Regions from separate parts of the Mus musculus genome. Here region 1 is linked to region 2. Evidence: chromatin contacts called from public Hi-C data. All regions are on one chromosome and are shown on one strand. Each heading gives the region's core, a stretch centred on a gene start, on an enhancer-like site or on the middle of the called end of the contact. The rest is flanking DNA. Distances are from core to core; before and after follow the strand shown. Region 1 has its middle 23 kb from the start of A530076I17Rik. Region 2 holds the start of Gnpnat1 (glucosamine-phosphate N-acetyltransferase 1).

Region 1 (4,882 bases), core at 475-2,974, 300 kb after region 2:
CTTCTTCTTCCTTCTCCTTCTCCTCCTCCTCCTTCTTCTATTTATTTTTGTATGAGAATACACTGTCACTCTCTTCAGACACACCAGACACACCATGAACCACCATGTGGTTGCTGAGAATTGAACTCAGGATCTCTGCAAGGGCAGTCAGTGCCCTTAACTGTTGAGCTGTCTCTTCAGTCACCCTTCCTGGAATTTCTTAAAGTACACTTGGCCTCTTGGGAAGAATGAATGATGAGGCACTAAGGAGAGATCCAGAAAGGCATCTTGAACCCTAGAATGGACTGCAGCCTGGGCCTGTAGGAGAGACTGGAAACACTTTAAAAGAGACCAATTAGTAATCTCTTCAATAATAGGGTCCCTTTTAGCAGCACTCCCTTTTAAATCAATAGTCAGTAGGCCTTAGGTATGGGAGTCTCCAGGAGGTCTGGCTAACTGGCCTGAGATATGTCCAGTAAGTCCTAACAGTCATGAAGGGGGCCTCAGGGTTGCCATCAGGCAGCAATGGCACAGGGTTGAGACTCAGTACAGCAACAAAATGAAATAGGACCAATCAAGCAACAGACTGATATTGAGTGATGTGAGCCTTTGACATCTACCAACTGTGGTTATTTTAATGGGAATATATGACCCCCAAAGGTTCATACATTTGAATGCTTAGTCATTTGTTAGACTTAGACTATTTGAGCAAGATTAGGAGATGTGGCCTTGTTGGGGGAGGTGTGGCCTTGCTGGAGAAGGTGTGGGCTTTGAGGTTTTAAAAGTCCACATTAGAGCCGGTCTCTTTCTCTCTCTCTGCCTGTCTGCCTGTGTTTTTAGGTTATAGTTTCCAGCTACTGTTCCAGTGCCATGCCTGTCTTTGCTGCCATGTTCCTCCCATGATGATAATAGACTAATCAATCCTCTTAAAGGTTAGTCTAATCTTTCTATAAGCAAGGCCAATTAAGTGCTTCCTTTTATAAGAGTTGCTATGGTCATGGTGTCTCGTCATAGCAGTAGAACCATGACTAAAACACTGGCCATTTGTCACTCTTAGGAGGGCTTCCATAGCGTGGGGAGCTTTGCAAGTCAGGTTCTGGACGCAGGGAGCTTATTAGCAGGGAGCTTATTAGCTTTCCTTACTTGTATAGTAGTTGTGGTTAAGGCACCCGAACAGGACGATTAACTGGCAGCCACTGTGTCCAGATGCTTGGATAGATATATTACAGGCTTTGGCTAGGTCTGAGATAAAATACATTTTGCAATGCTCTGAGTCTCATGGGTGAAAAGGTGGAATGGTTTAGGGATACCTGGTAACTAAATCTGGGACTTGGGTTACAATCTGTGTTAGTTCTCAGAAGGCTTGTTCCTCTGTTTCAAAGGCTGGTCTCTCCAGAGGGAAAGAATAAAAGGTCTGGGCTTTTTCAGCAAACCCAGGAATCCAGAGACTGAGATGTCCCCACTGCCCCCTGGAGTCGTGTACTTGCTTCTTGGCTAGGAGACTGAGAGTCTAGAGGACTGGAGACATTGGCAGCAGGAGGCCTGGGACAGGTAGCCCAGCAGCGCTGGACTCCCTGTAGGTGAAGCAGCCTCTAACTGCCTTCCTCTACCTTCCAGTACCCAGCAGTGCCACTGCAGTTTAGCTCTGTGCAGATCAGCGAGCAATCCCTCTCCACCATCCCCTTCCAGACTCCCTAGCTTTGGCAGGTCCTTTTTCTGACCGGAAGAAGGAGGAGCTGTTGCATCCAGGATGAGGCTGAGCCAGTCTTTGCTAGGTGAAGCGGGCCCAGACTGACGGTCGTCCCAGGACCCCGTACTGTGGAGCCCTGGGCCAGGAGTGTGTAGCTCCAGGACCTGATGGGTTTGACTGGCGGTTTCTTATCCCGGAGAAGAAAGCTGACAGTCTTTGCAAACAAACAAACAAAAAAGACTAAAACGGCTAAAACAGCTAAAACAGCTAAAACCGGCAGAGGTTGCCACCTACTGGCAGCATCTGGAAAATCAAGCAGAATTTTAATCAGCGTCAGCGCCCTTTGGGGGTTGGTGAGGAATGGGGGAGAAGAGGCAACTCCTTTCTGGGGGCGGGGGAGGGGAGGGGAGACGAAACAAAACAGAAACACCAATAGCAAAATCAAGAAATCAATTAAACAACTCTGTGAGTCAAACTTGTCTGACAACATTCAATCACTCACCCATGAATAAATGGCTGGTTATTCATTCAAGTAAAATAGAATCTCTCATGAGAGGCTAAACCAGGATAAAAAGTCCCCCACTCCTGGCGTCCCAACTTAGTATGGAGAACTGGAGAAGTTCTCTTTAGAATTTTTCTACCTAAACCAGGAAAAGAGCCTTGACTATCCATCCCTCTTAGTCAGAAGAAGGAGGAGAAGAAAAAGTAGAGGAGGGCAAAGAGAAGACGACTCGACTCCCCTTAAGTCCTACCTCATTTATCCAGAAAGTTCCCATGAGCCTCATCCTCTGCAACCAGAACCAGAACTGAATTCAGTACATAGACTCATCCTAAGAGTGTGAGTAGGATTCTGTTTTGGTGCTGGGAACATGGCAGTCACTCTAGACCTCTCAGGACTCAGTGAGAAGAACTGGGCTCTGGAACATTCGTCGGGGTATCTCCCCTGTGACCTCTCTCTGGCAGGGCAGGGGTGAGGCTGAGTCCCACAGGACATGGGGGAATCTCATTGTGGCCTCCAATGTTGTGATCCACATAACAGAGTTTCGGTCAACTATGCTGATTAAACCAACTAAAGAAGTTTTAAGCCCTTTTTATAGATGGCCAGACCAAGAGGAGGCGTGAGCTTTAGAAAAGTCATCTTGGTACCTAAGCTCAGAGATACAGAGTTTTTAAAGGCAAAACCCCAAGATACATCAGTTAGATAAGGGTCAAAGTAAACCCTCTGAAATGCTCATTTCTGGCAGAGCATAAGAGTTATTTTAGACATGACTTGCTGATTATTTTGGTTAACAACATGATCAAGGCCATGGGAATCTCAAACATGTTACCAAGACAGAAGTGAGTGTTGTGGGGACTTGGCTATAGAGGCTGAGAACTGCCCAGGCAAGATTCTGCCAGAACGGGAGGGGGAATTGCCTTAGTCACGTCAAAGCCACTTTAGTCTTTCCAGCAAAGGCAGGTGCCTCCTTCACGAGCAGTGAGAAGAACTAAGGCCCCGAGGTTACAGAGGATCGCTGCAGCGGGAATCATGATGCTTTGGGGGCTTTTCTGTCAAAAGCATCATTCCTAGAGAAAGTGCAGAAACATATGGAAAGAGGTATCACCAAGTGAAGACATTCGTCGTAGAGCATCAGGTCTCGTAGAGCATCAGGTCTCAAAGCAAGAAAGCAGGGGGTTAGATGAAATCTTGGAGATAGTTAAATGGAAGAGAGTAAGCTGTCACATGAAGGGAACATGGCAGTTTTCTCCAACGTAGAGGCTAGAATCTCTTGTCCAGGGAGAGTCCTGAACAGATAATGAAGGATAAAGGAAAGCAATGCCTGACAGTTGGATGTCCCGTTTCGTGCCTATGTCTCTCTTTATCTCTCATTCTTCTTTCTCTCTTGCTTTTTATCACCCCAAGTGAGGAGTCTGGGGGCCTACAGCGGTTGCTTGATAGCTTTCTTTGCATGTCAGAGGCTGGCTGGGTAAGGGGTTGAGTGGTTGGAACAATCCCCTCCCAGGTATTCCAAACCTGTATCCATAGATTTTCAGAAAACCTTACTTAGCTGCTCACTGAGGAACACAGGGTTTTCTCCACCTCCCTGGGTCTCTGTCAGCCTTTGAAAAAGATACTGCTTTGCTAGCATACTGCTTCATTCTGTTCTGCAAACACTGAGTCATAATTGGTCCCTGTGTTCCCAGTGATTGTGAGTGACTGGCCTGACAGTTGCAGGTGAGGATTAGCTTCAGGAAATGCTGTTGCCCCATCAGAAAATTGGGTTAATGGGTCGCTGTTGATCTGCCTACACTCATACAGCACCCTGGATATAGGATTTCTTGTTTCCATTGCAGCAACGTGGAAATGAGACTGGGAAGTCCTTTGTGTACACTCTATAAAGTCAGAATCGTGTAGAAAAATCCTTCTAAGATTTTGTAGACCAATATTTCTATAACCTATCTCAAGTCTCCCACAGAAGAGGGAACAGGGGCCAGACATGGTAGGACATATTTGTAACTACAGCAGTCAAGAGTCTGAGGCAGGGGGATTGGGATGAGATTGTGGCCAGCATCTTGTGCATTTAAACCTCGGGCCTGGCTAATACATTTGGGGTCTTGATGCATTCCAGAACGGTTTCCGTGTCGTTATTCACACAAGACCCTCGTCTCTCTCTACCCCCCCCATTTGGTTATTAGGAGAAGGTCCCCTCGAGACCCTCGAATAACTGGACCTGCTCGACGGGTCAGGTGCATTTTTATTCATGAGGTCTCCCTGCCTAAAAGGACTCTATCTTGTGTCAAATTGACATAAACTTTGTCAGGGAGTGGGGTTTGGGACACAGGAAGGGGCAGGGGTCTTACCAGGATGAGGTTGTTTTTCCCTCTCTGCAGAACTCCCAGGCACTTTCCTATTGTCTGGGTCTTAGACATCTCTGGTTCACCTCTTAGTTCTATGAGGATCTGAGTGTATGATATCTTGGACCCTTTCCATTTTCTAGCTGTAAATACGATTACATTTTATGCCTCCCTGCTTTAGCTAAATTTCGCATATTCCAGTTTGTATTGGGGCCATGTTTCCGCACAAAAGAGGACCAGGAACCAGGCAGTGGTGGCACACACCTTTAATCCCAGCACTTGGGAGGCAGATGCAGACAAATCTCTGTGAGTTTAATGTCAGCCTGTCTACAAAGTGAGATCTAGGACAGTCATGCCTACACAGAAAAACCTTGTCTA
Region 2 (4,270 bases), core at 362-2,861:
AAAAAAAAGCCTTTCTTCCTAGTCATAAAGACACAGTTTATGATGCTGACAGAGGTCATGCCTAATTACAATCTAATAAAAATTCAGGTGAGGTGGCAAAGACCTGGATTCAGTGCTAGGGAGGCTGAAGCATGGACTGTGTGGGACTCAAGGACAGCAGGCTACCCAGTCACACCTATCTCAAACACACACACACTTTAAAACTAATTATTGGAGTTGATTAAACATGGAGATTTTTTTAAAAAGCTGGTTCTAAGGTACCCCTCTCTACTACTCCCCCCCCCACCCAAGTTCAAGGCTAGCCCCTGCTACACAGGCTGTTTTATCAAAACAAAACTACAAGAAGCCTTCATTCTGTAGCACTTAAAGGTCACCACCTAACTTCCTCTCTAAGTTTGGTTGTAAACTCTAACTAAAAGCCCCTCCCCCTCTACCCAGTAGGGTTTAACTTCTAAATTAGCATTTGTTTACAATGCTTGAGTATTGCCTAAGCCCTAGTCCAGTGAACCTCTAGTCAATGAATAATGAATGACGTAAGGTATTATCTAGAAATCACATTTCAGAAAGTCATGTAGAAAAAAAGATTGCCACATGGCCACAAGTGAGAAGACAAAAGACATACACCCAACTTCAAGTTTGGTTTCCCAGCCTCTGAATGAGTCTGGATATAGATGGGGAGCGGCTGCTTCCTGAAAAACAGCGGAGCAACAAGTAGGAAGATTGAAGACCAGGATTCACACATTTCTAAACATGATCTGCAGCCAAATCAAACTCGCTGTGATAGGTTACAGGTAGACAGACAGATAAGTAGACAGCTCCGAGTATCTTCATGAAAGGTAGTATTTCATGAAGCAAGAAGTCTTTCCCGTTAGTGTACTTAATCTACACGATCTGATTAGCCCCAAGTCTAGTTGCACAGTTGGGAGCACCGAGTTTCCAAGACTAGCCCTAAGGTTAGTTAACACTCATCAACAAATGAGTGGCCTGGAATGAGGATCCTCTCATTTTCCCATAGAGCATTACTGCAGGAAAGTCAACAGATGACAATCTTTGCATCATGGAATCTGTTTGAATCATACAATTCCTACCTTAATGAATCCATTTCCTGAGACCTACTCTTGGATTAATTAATCCCAAACAAACCCCCATTTATTTTTTTACAGGAACAAATTTTATGCTTGCCTTACATAAACATTAGCTCTAACACATAATAGAAACCACACAGTTGGTGTTTCTAGAGGTTCAAGTTCTAGGTTCCCCCACCCCAGGTTTCATACAGTCTGCGCAGCTGGGGCTCTTCAGAGCCGGTGCTTGTCTTCAGCGGCTCTGACCGCTACACCCGTAAAAGGGAACCGAGGGTTCGCGCCCTTTCATAGGGACGGCGGCAGAAAAGGTGAGGACCGTCCCCCATTCCCACGCCACGGACACTCCTAGGCCCTCCAAGACCCTGCCCGGCCAGACTGCCGGGCATCAAGCTTTGCCGCCCGGCTCCCGGGCAGGGCGTCTCAGCCTCTGCGGTCCCAAGCCCGCCAGCCCTCGCGTCCCAGCCCCAGGCCGCCTCACCGCACTGGAGCGGACCACGCTCCAGTCCCGGCGCGTCAGTCTCCCTGCGGGTCAAAGCGCCGCCGCATCCGGATCCGGCTGCAGCTCCAGCCCCGCCCCCCGTGCGCCCCCACGCGCCGCAGCCGGAACCGCCAGGCCAAACGTGGCCGGACCAACGCCTCTGCCCTGCCCCGCCCTCACGCACCGCTGCGCACGCGGAGGCACGGCCACGCACACCACTCCTGGGCTCCGGAGGCGAGGCGGGGCGGGGCGGGGCGGGGCGTGGGGCAAAGACCAGGGGCAAAGCTTGCGTCATCAGTTTACCTTCCAGACTTGCCTTTCGCTCACTGCACGAGAGTACCACCGTCGCTCTCACACCTTATCTGAAAATAAAGCCATAGGAGTATAAGCAGCCTACCGCGATGACCGGTGTGGGTTCCTTTCATTCTCCGAGCCCTAAGGCTCCTACCCTGTCAGTCCCATCGTCCCCCTCCCTCACTTGCATGCAGTCCATTAACAGGACTGGTGATTACATCTCCTGATTGTCAAATGTCTGAGACAAGGCTGGGCTTCTGTCTTCTAGAAACTGAGCTGGAACCACTCACCCTTGAGCTCTCTTGAGCTTTCCACTGCAGCCCTTTGCTTCCTATGACACCCGGAACATTTCAGCTTACTCTGGGCAAGAAGTGGCTACGTTCTCCAGGCAGTGAAGAGTGGGGTAGAGGCCAGGGCCCTGAAAGCATCTTACAGTATACAGCAAATACTGTGCTTGTTCTGTAATCTCAGTCCTGGGAAGGTTCCTACCTCCAGTGTCTCTCTCTTAAGTGTCATTTAGTGTCATCTGACAAGTGAGGAAGCAGAGATTTGGAGATATACATACATACATACATACATTCACACACACACACACACAGCGAGTGTGTGTGTGTGTGTGTGTGTGTGTGTGTGTAGTACTTGGTGCATGCCTTTAATTCCAGCACTAGAGACCAGAGGCTTTGTGCATCTCTGTGAGTTCAAGACAGTTCTACACAATTAGATCAAATACAGCCCCGAATATGTAGAGAAATGCTGTCACTAGATAGATAGATAGATAGATAGATAGATAGATAGATAGATAGATAGGGGAGGAGGAAGAAATGTCTTGAATATACCAAGACGTATACCACTTCCATCTCTGAACTCATTAAAATATTTGTTTTTTTTAAAGATTTATTTATTATATGTAAGTACACTGTAGCTGTCCTCAGACACACCAGAAGAGGGAGTCAGTTCTTGTTACAGATGGTTGTGAGCCACCATGTGGTTGCTGGGATTTGAACTCTGGACCTTTGGAAGAGCAGTCGGGTGCTCTTACCCACTGAGCCATCCCGCCAGCCAAAATATTTGTTTTTTAATGTCTTACTACATTATTTTGCTTATTTTAAAACTTGCAGCATCAGAGAAATACAGAATAAAAAGTCATGTGTCCCCATGGCTTCGCCTGTAGAATTAACATTATGTTAACAGCTTGGTAGAAATGTCTTCGGATTATGTGAATTTCCTTTGCTGTGCTTCCATTTTACTTGTGGCTTTGAACATTTGTGACACAGCTTCCTAATCTTTGGTGGTATCTGGTACCTAATCTGACACTGTGACGGTCTAATAAAGCAATACAAATAAAACATTCAACATGTATCCTGGCCTGTAATATGTGCTTAAGATGCTAGTTTGTGTACATGTATGTGTGTGTAGAAGGAATAAACTACAGTATGGTGAAATGAGGAACATCTACCCAAATTCCAGTGCAACAAAACCTGTTAGTTAACTGCATGTCTTACTCAGAAATGGCAGCGTAATTACTCGATGCAATCTCATAGGGGCCCAGACCACCCTGTCACAAAAATACTATACTCTGAAATAAATCATATCTTTAATGAAAAGAGACTAGAAAATCACAGGTAGACCTTTACCGATTAACTCAGGCTGATGTTCCACTCACAATGACTGGCCAATTAGTAAACACAGCCTTGCCTAAAACTGCTAGCTAACTGGAACAGGGCATAGTTAGTGAGCACCGCTACGTCTTTTACAATCCCCTGTCTCTCCTTTCACTCAGGGCAGCACAATACATGTGAACTGTATTCTGAATTTATATGGTGGATATCTCCCCACATCAGTGCAGCCATTCACCCGCTGACCACGTGTTGTGCCCTCTGCATATCAAGCGTTGTAGTGTTGGGATAACATATTTGCTAAGGTGCTACGCTCTCCGGTCGAGTCAACTGGACAAGCCGAAAGGCTTAAAAGTCACTCATGAGGCAAAAGAGTTTCAAGGAAGCTCTTCTCCTGGAGTCTAGCATTCCCTACCCATACAGTAATTTTTCATTCCCGCGTTCCATTCCTGCGTTAGTCTAGTGTATGGATCCACGTGCTCTCTTTCAGTATTTTCCTATTATAAGTGCTTTTTAAAATTGAATTCTGACATGGCTTAAGCCTTCCACCAGTGTTCCAACAGTCCTAGTTCGTCCTTAGCAAGACCTTGGTCTTGGAATTCAGTAAGATTGTAAAAGCTAAGTCACTCCCTTACACAGGAATTTACCATCACTAAGGAAGAAGGAAGTTTCAGACCAAAGGAGAAACCAGAATAGATTCTATAGCAGAGTTACACCCATACACACGTATTTACAATGGCCTAAGGGGAAGGTGGACTATACAAGAGACTAAAATAGGAACTATGGCAAGGACAGGA

What was found. Hi-C and Micro-C count contacts between places; a contact is called where the count stands out from the background.
Region 1: a contact with region 2 is called in a Hi-C map of cortical neurons, with 2.2 times the contacts expected there. The contact joins the enhancer-like site here to the promoter of Gnpnat1 in region 2. A contact is called at or near these places in 1 of 15 datasets of contacts at CTCF or cohesin (the NIH/3T3 cell line), 2 of 484 Hi-C or Micro-C datasets (cortical neurons and nephron progenitors), 6 of 115 datasets of contacts at active chromatin or transcription factors (embryonic forebrain, embryonic hindbrain, embryonic limb bud and 3 more) and 2 of 9 other capture datasets (adipose tissue and liver).

The regions. Positions count from the first base shown.
Region 1 is chr14:45,689,162-45,694,043 of GRCm38.p6, forward strand. No RefSeq gene overlaps it. Among named protein-coding and RNA genes, the nearest start is that of A530076I17Rik, 23 kb to the left of the region's middle. Within about 2 kb of position 1,725, at least 145 of the 459 cell types and tissues checked have an H3K27ac peak or open chromatin away from gene starts, as enhancers often do. A contact at or near this core is called in adipose tissue, cortical neurons, embryonic forebrain and 4 more, where this site is marked.
Region 2 is chr14:45,387,185-45,391,454 of GRCm38.p6, forward strand. Gnpnat1 (glucosamine-phosphate N-acetyltransferase 1) reads right to left here and starts at 1,612. Exons shown (of 6, transcript NM_019425.2): 1 at 1,564-1,612.